2 separate regions of the Mus musculus genome follow, and region 2 is linked to region 1. A link is a contact called in public Hi-C data. All regions are on one chromosome and are shown on one strand. The core of a region is the stretch at or near the end of the contact, and the rest is flanking DNA. Distances in the headings are between cores, read along the strand shown.

Evidence for each region. A called contact is a pair of places that touch in the nucleus more often than the background predicts.
Region 2: a Hi-C map of liver shows a contact between it and region 1, with 1.7 times the contacts expected there. The contact joins the promoter of Dhrs7 here to the enhancer-like site in region 1. A contact is called at or near these places in 14 of 484 Hi-C or Micro-C datasets (the G1E-ER4 cell line, the HPC-7 cell line, cortical neurons and 5 more), 2 of 115 datasets of contacts at active chromatin or transcription factors (both in embryonic stem cells) and 3 of 9 other capture datasets (adipose tissue, liver and pancreatic islet).

What each region holds. Positions count from the first base shown.
Region 1 is chr12:72,618,934-72,622,932 of GRCm38.p6, reverse strand. It overlaps the pseudogene Gm4756 and the pseudogene Ly6e-ps1. Among named protein-coding and RNA genes, the nearest start is that of Dhrs7, 44 kb to the left of the region's middle. Within about 2 kb of position 1,907, at least 4 of the 459 cell types and tissues checked have an H3K27ac peak or open chromatin away from gene starts, as enhancers often do. A contact at or near this core is called in liver, where this site is marked.
Region 2 is chr12:72,662,924-72,666,922 of GRCm38.p6, reverse strand. It overlaps Dhrs7 (dehydrogenase/reductase (SDR family) member 7), which reads left to right and starts at 2,095. Exons shown (of 7, transcript NM_025522.5): 1 at 2,095-2,294. The coding sequence starts at 2,162.

The sequences.
Region 1 (3,999 bases), core at 658-3,157:
TGTGTTCAATCTCTAATTCTGCAAAATAATAAAATCTGCTTCTTAGTGTCTGCTTTCTATATAATCTGGCAGCAGGGCCCTGGACTCTACCTGATCTAAATGAAACTCACTGATTCTGGAACTCTGTGAAAGAACATCTAAGGCCTGGGTGGAGATGGAGATTTAACACTGGCTAGTATGAAGTCCCGGGTTCAGTTGCCAGACCAAATTAAAATGAAGAATAACAATGACACTTTGTGGGTTTTTTTTTTTTTTGGTTTTTTCGAGACAGGGTTTCTCTGTATAGCCCTGGCTGTCCTGGAACTCACTTTGTAGACCAGGCTGGCCTTGAACTCAGAAATCCACCTGCCTCTGCCTCCCGAGTGCTGGGATTAAAGGAGTGTGCCACCACGCCCAACTTCCTTTTTTTTTTTTTTAACTAATGCTTTCTTTTCTTTTTAAATTTATTTATTTATTTTATGTATGTGTGTACACTGTAGCAGTACAGATGGTTGTGAGCCTTCATGTGATTGTGTTTGCTTAGTCCCTGCTCTATCTGGCCCAGAGATTTATTTATTATTATACATAAGTACACTGTAGCTGTCTTCAGACGCACCAGAAGAGGGCATCAGATCTCATTACAGGTGGTTGTTAGCCACCATGTGGTTTCTGGGATTTGAACTCAGGACCTTCGGAAGAGCAGTCAGTGCTCTTACCGTCTGAGCCATCTCGCCAGCCTCATGAGCATATTTCAAGACAAATGTAGCTATACTAATAAATGAGCTGTGGGTTTCTATTGTGCATTTTTTTGTTTTTGTGGTTTGTTCTGTTTTGTTTGCGGTAGAATAATCTTGGTTTTGCCAGAGTTCTTTCATGAGTCCCACTACGTCTCTCCATGCCTTTGGAAAGATGCAGGGATCGACTTAGTAAGAGCAGGAAAGAGCTTGATTGGCTTGTAGCGTGACTTTATCACTAATGTGCTGATGTGTCTTAATTCAGAGAATGGCAACATGAGAGAAAACGACATACTGGTTTTGCCTCTTGACCTGGCTGACACAAGTTCCCATGATATTGCTACCAAAGCTGTTCTCCAGGAGTTTGGGAGAGTAAGTAGCAATTTTTGTTGATAGAATATGCCTTACATCACTTTTCCCACTTTGGTTAAAATTGCCAAAGAGTTTTTTTTTTTTTTTTTTTTTTTTTTTTGGTGGGAACAGCTTATTGTGGGCACTAGAATAGCAGCAGGAAGCCAATGTGGGCAGAGAGGGCAGGATGGGACTCAACTGCATCGGGTGGTGGGAGCCTTCATCTGCCCTCCATGGGCAGCCTCCTGAACAGAGTACAAGGTGGGTATAGTGATACCAGGGGAAGGAGTTTTGGTGGCAACACAGGCCTTCTGCTCTAGACTCTGTAAGGTCTTCTTTGCCCACCCCAGAATCCAAGTGGCTTCATTCACACACAGATACACTGAGCACACAAATGTACATCCATTTGGGCTAGACATCCTTGTCAGTGTGTCTACAAGATTCAGGGCTGACTCTGGTACTCTTGAGACTCCAAGGAGATCTTCATCCCTTCGCTGGTTCCCCAAGGGAGATTATAGGACTGGCTCTGGAAGCAAGGGTAGCCAGTACCATTTCAACAGAGCAGGTATGGGTGAATTTGCTACTTAGCCCCGACGTTGAGAGAGTGTGGAGGGGAACTAGACACACCCAGGAGGAGCTGAAGGTTCCTAGGGTCCTCTGGGACCTAAGGGGAGCTGGGCTTTTCCTGAGCTGGGGGGAGGGGATATGGAGAACACATGGGGGATGGTCAGGGGCTCAGCTACAGCAGAGCCAGCAAGCTAAGCAGGAGTCCAAGGTCCAGTAGTGAGATACTGGCACGAAGTCCGAAATTGCAGAAGGGGCTTTGGCAGCAGTAGCTGTTCACGGGTGCCACACTGAGATTGATATTGATGTTCTCACGGGGCAGGTCGGAGAGCAGCCCTTGTTCAGGGTATAGCCAAGGTTGATATTCCCAAAGCCGGCAGCAGCAGATAACGTGGTACAGTAATTGTCTGTGTTCTGGCATAAAACTGATCAGAGCAGGAGAAGCACATCAGGGAATGAACTTGCTCCATGCCCAGAAGGGCTCCCCGCACCACAGGCAGGAAGACTCTCATGCTGGAAGTGGTAGACATCTGCTGAAGGCTCACAAGCCAAAAAAGCCTACTCCAGGGGAAGCGGCCTCGAAGATAATACCAAAACCTTAGGTCCTGGAGATCTTTAAAGGCTGAATGCCGCCAAAGAGATTCTTATCTGTGGCGACTCATTCAAAGACATTCACATGGGATGCAATAGTGGATCAGGTCTATCACTTCTATTTCTTGATCTCTGGGTCTTGGACTTTAGGTCATTAGTTTTTTTGTTTGTTTGTTTGTGTTTTTTTTTTTTTTTTTTGCTTTTTTTTTTTTAATCTTTTCAACTCATAATTCCTATTGTAGACAAAAGGGCCAAAAACTCACAACTATGATATTTATGAGTTTTGGTGTATTTTTGTGAATTATTACTCAAACTGAATAGGTGAATTCTATTGATTTTTCTTCTTATTTTGTTTGTGTTTTGTTTTGTTTCAAGCTAGGGTCTTACTAAGTAGCTCTAATTGTTCTGGTACATATTGTATAGACCGAATTGGCCTAGAACTCAGAGAGATCTTGCTTGCCTCTACCTCCCAAGTGCTGGGATTAAAGGCATGCATCCCTATACCTGAATTGATTGTATCTTCTTACAGTTGACTTTAGAAATGTAACATTGCTGTATTGATTCGTTGAATTAACAACATAACCACTCATCACTAGGAATTCCATTCATAGACCATGTCTTAGGGTTTCTATTCCTGCATAAAACATTATGGCCAAGAAGCAAGTTGGGGAGGAAAGGGTTTATTCGGCTTACAATTCCACACAGCTGTTTATCACCAAGGAAGTCAGGACTGGAACTCAAACAGGTCAGGAAGCAGGAGCTGATGCAGAGGCCATGGAGGGATGTTCTTTACTGGCTTGCTTCCCCTGGCTTGCTCAGCCTGCTCTCTTATAGAACCAAGACTACCAGCCCAAAGATGATCCCACCCACAAGGGGCCTTTCCCCCTTGATCACTCACTAATTGAGAAAATGCCTTATAGTTGTATCTCATGGAGGCATTTCCTCAACTGAAGCTCCTTTCTCTGTGATAACTCCAGCTGTGTCAAGTTGACACAAAACTAGCCAGGACAGACCATCTCTAAAGAATCTTCTTTCTGACTTTATTTAATTAGATTGACATTCTGGTCAACAATGGTGGAGAAACCAATTATTGCTTTGCTGTGGATGCCAACCTGGATGTCTTCAAGGTGCTAATGGAGGTGAACTACTTAGGGACAGTGTCATTGACCAAGAGTGTTCTACCTCATATGATGGAGAGAAAGCAAGGAAAGATTGTGATCATGAACAGCCTTGCGGGAATTGTACCCAGCCCTCTTTGCTGTGGGTATATTGCCAGCAAACATGCTCTTCGGGTAAGGCTGTTTCAACTCAATTCTGTTAGCATTGACTGCAATGTGCATGGGGGATTTGTCCATCAGTGGGTGAGGTTGATGGAACTAAGGGACAATGGGCCACAGAAAGAGAACAACTTTGAGGCTACAACACCAGTCAATAACCAAAAATATTAGAGATGTGCATGGTTACTATTTATTCAACAGATTTTTTTTATTGTGTACCTGCATGAGATGAATCCTGGGGAGAAAGATTATTTTTGATCTAGCAAGTATAATGTTGTCTTATGCCTTAGCCCATTGCTACATTTTCAAGACAAATTGTGAGTCTACCCTTTCTTCTCTGCTCTTATTCTTTTAAAAAAAATTTGTATTATTTAAGTGCATTTTATATATCAAACATAGTAATAATATTGAGTATTTTGAGAATCAAATAATACATAAAATTTTGTTTAACTTTTATATTCATATCCTTGCATACCCTAAAAATATCATTAATGAATATTTAA
Region 2 (3,999 bases), core at 846-3,345, 44 kb before region 1:
TTGAACTCCCCACATTATGGGGGGTAGGTATGTGCTTTATTGAAAGTCTACTGATATAAATGTTAAATAAATCTTAAAATACCTCACAGTAGCATCTAGACTAACATTTTAACAAAATTTGGATGTCATGGTCTGGCCAAGTCATGTTGCTGAACCATCTCCTCGGACCCCAAAGTGAATCTTTTTTTTTTTTTTTTTTTTTAAGGAGTTAGAGATCACTGTTTTAAAAGTGAATTTTTTAATATGATGATTATGAATCATCCTGGTTAGGAGTGCTTCCTCCAAACCAACATGTGCAGTTATTGTGTTCAACTAAGTGTTCCGTTTGTTAACATAAAACATTCTGAGTTTGAGGCAGGTGATCTCTCTGAGTTTGAAGCCAGGGTGGTCTCTATAGTGAGTCCCAGCACAAGCAGTGCTCCGCGGTGAGAGCCTGAAATGAAACAAAACAAGGCAAAAAAAGTCATGTTAGTAAAGCTTTTTTTGTTTGTGTGCATGAATGTTTTGTCTGAAAGTATGTTTGTGCACCATGTGAGTGCCTGATGCCCTCGGAGGTCAGAGATGGGAAATGGATCCCCTGGGACAAGAGTTACCAACAGATGTGAGCTGCCATGTGGGTGTGGAAATTGAACCCAGGTTCTCTGCAAGAGCAACAAGTGCCTCTAACAGCAGAGCCACCTCTCCAGCTCCAGTACGGAAAAACACTCTAAAGCTCTGCCTTGGCACTTCGACACTCAGCACCCACCCGGGTCTAATCCCTAGGGGTGGACAGGAAGAGATCATAGCTTCCTGCCAGTCTCCCAAGCCCAATGTCCCAGTCTCAGATCCCTCATCCCCACAGCTTGGGGTTGTGACCCATCGGAACACTAGATCCACTGCAGTCCTGTCCTTTTACAGAAGGGGAAACATTTGGGATAAGATTCATCATGAGACTCTGTGTGGTATTTTAAGACATCTTATTACAAAAGTAATGTGCTACAAAATAAAAATAAAATTCACATGGCCCAGGTGATACGTCAATTAGAGCAATTCTTGACCAATATTATTCCAAATGGCAGTCCAAAAGTTTAGCTAACTGACATGCACCTTGAACTATACCACAGCAATTTCTGATTAACACTAGTTCAAATATTTCCTGCATAGATCACTCTAAAGATGCAAAATATAGACCTTTGTAAACCTTTTCTCACTGCAATGAAAAAAGTGACAATTCAGCTGGGCGTGGTGGCGCACACCTTTAATCCCAGCACTTGGGAGGCAGAGGCAGGCGGATTTCTGAGTTTGAGGCCAGCCTGGTCTACAAAGTAGAAACAGAGAAACCCTGTCTCGGAAAAAAAAAAGTGACAATTTATAAAAACAATACTAACAAACACAGAAGAAAGAACAGAGCAATTAGTGTGCACAGAGGCCTTTCCATATTCAAATGCTGTCAAATGATAATGGCATCATTTACAAACGGTGGCAGGAGGACACCAACCTGAGTGTTTTTAGCTCCTGGAACTTAGCAACAGTTGCCTTCTAGCCCAGTTAGTTTTATGTTCTGATTACTCTGGGCCATGATAGCCAACTTTTGGCCAAATATGAGTATCATTTGTAATGTTTTTCTAAATATAAGCGGCCAGTCCACGAGGGCAACCCAGTTCAAGTGCTGAGTTACTTCGGTATGCTTATCTCAGTCCACAAGCTTAAAGTGAAAGGAAAACAGATTAGGAAGAGTGAGTGAGGGTTTGGCTCAGCTTTTGGGAGCTTGCCCAGCGCGAAGAAGGACCTGGGCACAATTCCCAGCGTGGAGCGGGGGATGGGGCCTCGGGGTCGGAGCGGGCAGTGATCAAAGTTTTGTTTTGTTTCTCGCCAAGGCACCACCAAAGCCCTGAAAAGTCGTCCTAAAAACAGCTGTTAAAGACTCCTTCATGCCCTCACAAATCTTGTTGACTGCTCTCCCAACAGCAGTTTCCCAAGATTCCATGCCTTCTATTGCAACACCCCGGCAGTCTTGCACGCAGTAGGGACGCGCAGAGACGCCGTGGTGCAGCCCGGGACACAGATGGAGCCCCACCTTCGGGGACTCGCTAGGCGGAGCCCCGGGTTGTGACCCGCCGCGTAGAGGGCGGGCGCCGACTGTCTTCCGCTTGCGGCAGAGTCGGGTAGGCAAGGGACAGCGATGAGCTGGGAGCTGCTGTTGTGGCTGCTGGCGCTGTGCGCGCTGATCCTGCCCCTTGTGCAGCTCTTGCGCTTTTTGCGGGCGGATGCGGACCTGACCTTGTTGTGGGCTGAATGGCAAGGGCGACGCCCAGGTGAGCATCCTCTACAGCCTGGGCTCTAAGGAAGATCAGGGCCGAGGTCCCTCCCAGCTGTTGCCAAGCTGAGCCTTGACCAAGGGCTGAGGGTCCGGGAGGAAGAGGCAGGGGCTAAACAGGCAGTACCCACTCTGTCGCTTGTCTTAATTCGAAAATGGCCCTGATTTGTTACCCAGACTAGGATAGAAAACGTCAAACCCCAAGAGAGCGCTGCAATTCTCTGATGCCTGCAAGACACAGACTTCTTCCGTAGGATCCCCGGACACTCTCAGGGAAGGCACCATGGAGAGCAGAGTGTGTCCCTTGCTTTCTAAGAGGCCGGAACATTCTTTGATCCTGCACTTTTTACTTTCCCGGAAGCACCCAAAGAAAATTTGGCCTGAATCACTTACTCACCTGCTCACTTGGTTAAAATTTTCGCAATAGAAAGCGCTGAGCTGGCTTTTTGCCAGGAGGGAGATCATTCTGTGTACAGTAAGGCACGTTTCGCCCGCTCCACTTCGATCTGCAGCTTGCGTGGTGTTTAATGTTCACTTAATACATGATTCACATGCTCCGATATATCAGTTCACAGATGCTGCTGGGTGTTATGTCACGTTGGCAGTGTGTTCAGCAGGCCACAGACAGCCTCTGACCTTTGGCGTTAACAATTCTGATGACATGGGCACTCTTCGTATTGTTTTTCAGTTAAAGACATTGACAGAGAAACTCAAAGCCTCCCTAGGTAGGCTTTTCTGATCCTTAAAGGACTAAGTGGGATTCCACTGTTCGTGGTGGAAAATACACAAAGCACCCGAACAAAAATGCTTTGAAGTAGCTGGTGGCTCAGAAGGTACTGCATTCAAAGTCAGCAGGGCAGGAGTAGGTGACAGCTGGATCTTGGATTTTATGTCCCTCCCAGATGTTGGCAGGCATCCTTGCTGTCTTTTCTCTGAAGCTGCATTGCCTTGGCTCAAACAGTTGCAGTACTGACAAATGCAACTGCACAGTGTGCTTGTGGATTCAGCGCTGCAAAACAGGAGAGGGCATGGCTGTGACTCGGAGACTGTCAGTGTTGAGGGCAAGAATCCTAAATACCCCATACATCTTTTAACTGTAACTCTCCACTGAGCACCATTGAGACAGATGGATGTATCTGTAAGCTCACGGTCAATAGCAGCCTGTGGATGTTGTTTGTGTTTGGCCTCATTTATTTAAATGGAAGATTGAGTTAAACTCAGTTTATAAATTATGTGACTGTATAAAAGTTATTAACACATTAATTATGTCTGAAATGTAGGTGTGTTTAGTCTTTTTTTTGCGGTGTAATTTTTTTATTACATATATTCTTCATTTACATTTCAAATGCTATCCCCAAAGTCCCCTATACCCTCCCTCCGCCCTGCTCCCCACCCAACTCACCCACTCTCCTGCTTCCTGGCCCTGGCATTCCCCTGCACTGGGGCATATGATCTTCGCAAGACCAAGGGCCTCTCCTCCTATTGCTGGCCAACTAGGCCATCCTCTGCTACCTATGTAGCTAGAGACACAGCTCTGGGGGGGGGGTACTGATTAGTTTATATTGTTGTTCTACCTATAGGGTTGCAGACCCCTTCAGCTCCTTGAGTACTTTCTCTAGCTCCTTCATTAGGGGCCCTGTGTTCCATCCAATAGCTGACTGTGAGCATCCACTTATGTATTTGCCAGGCACTGGCATAGCCTC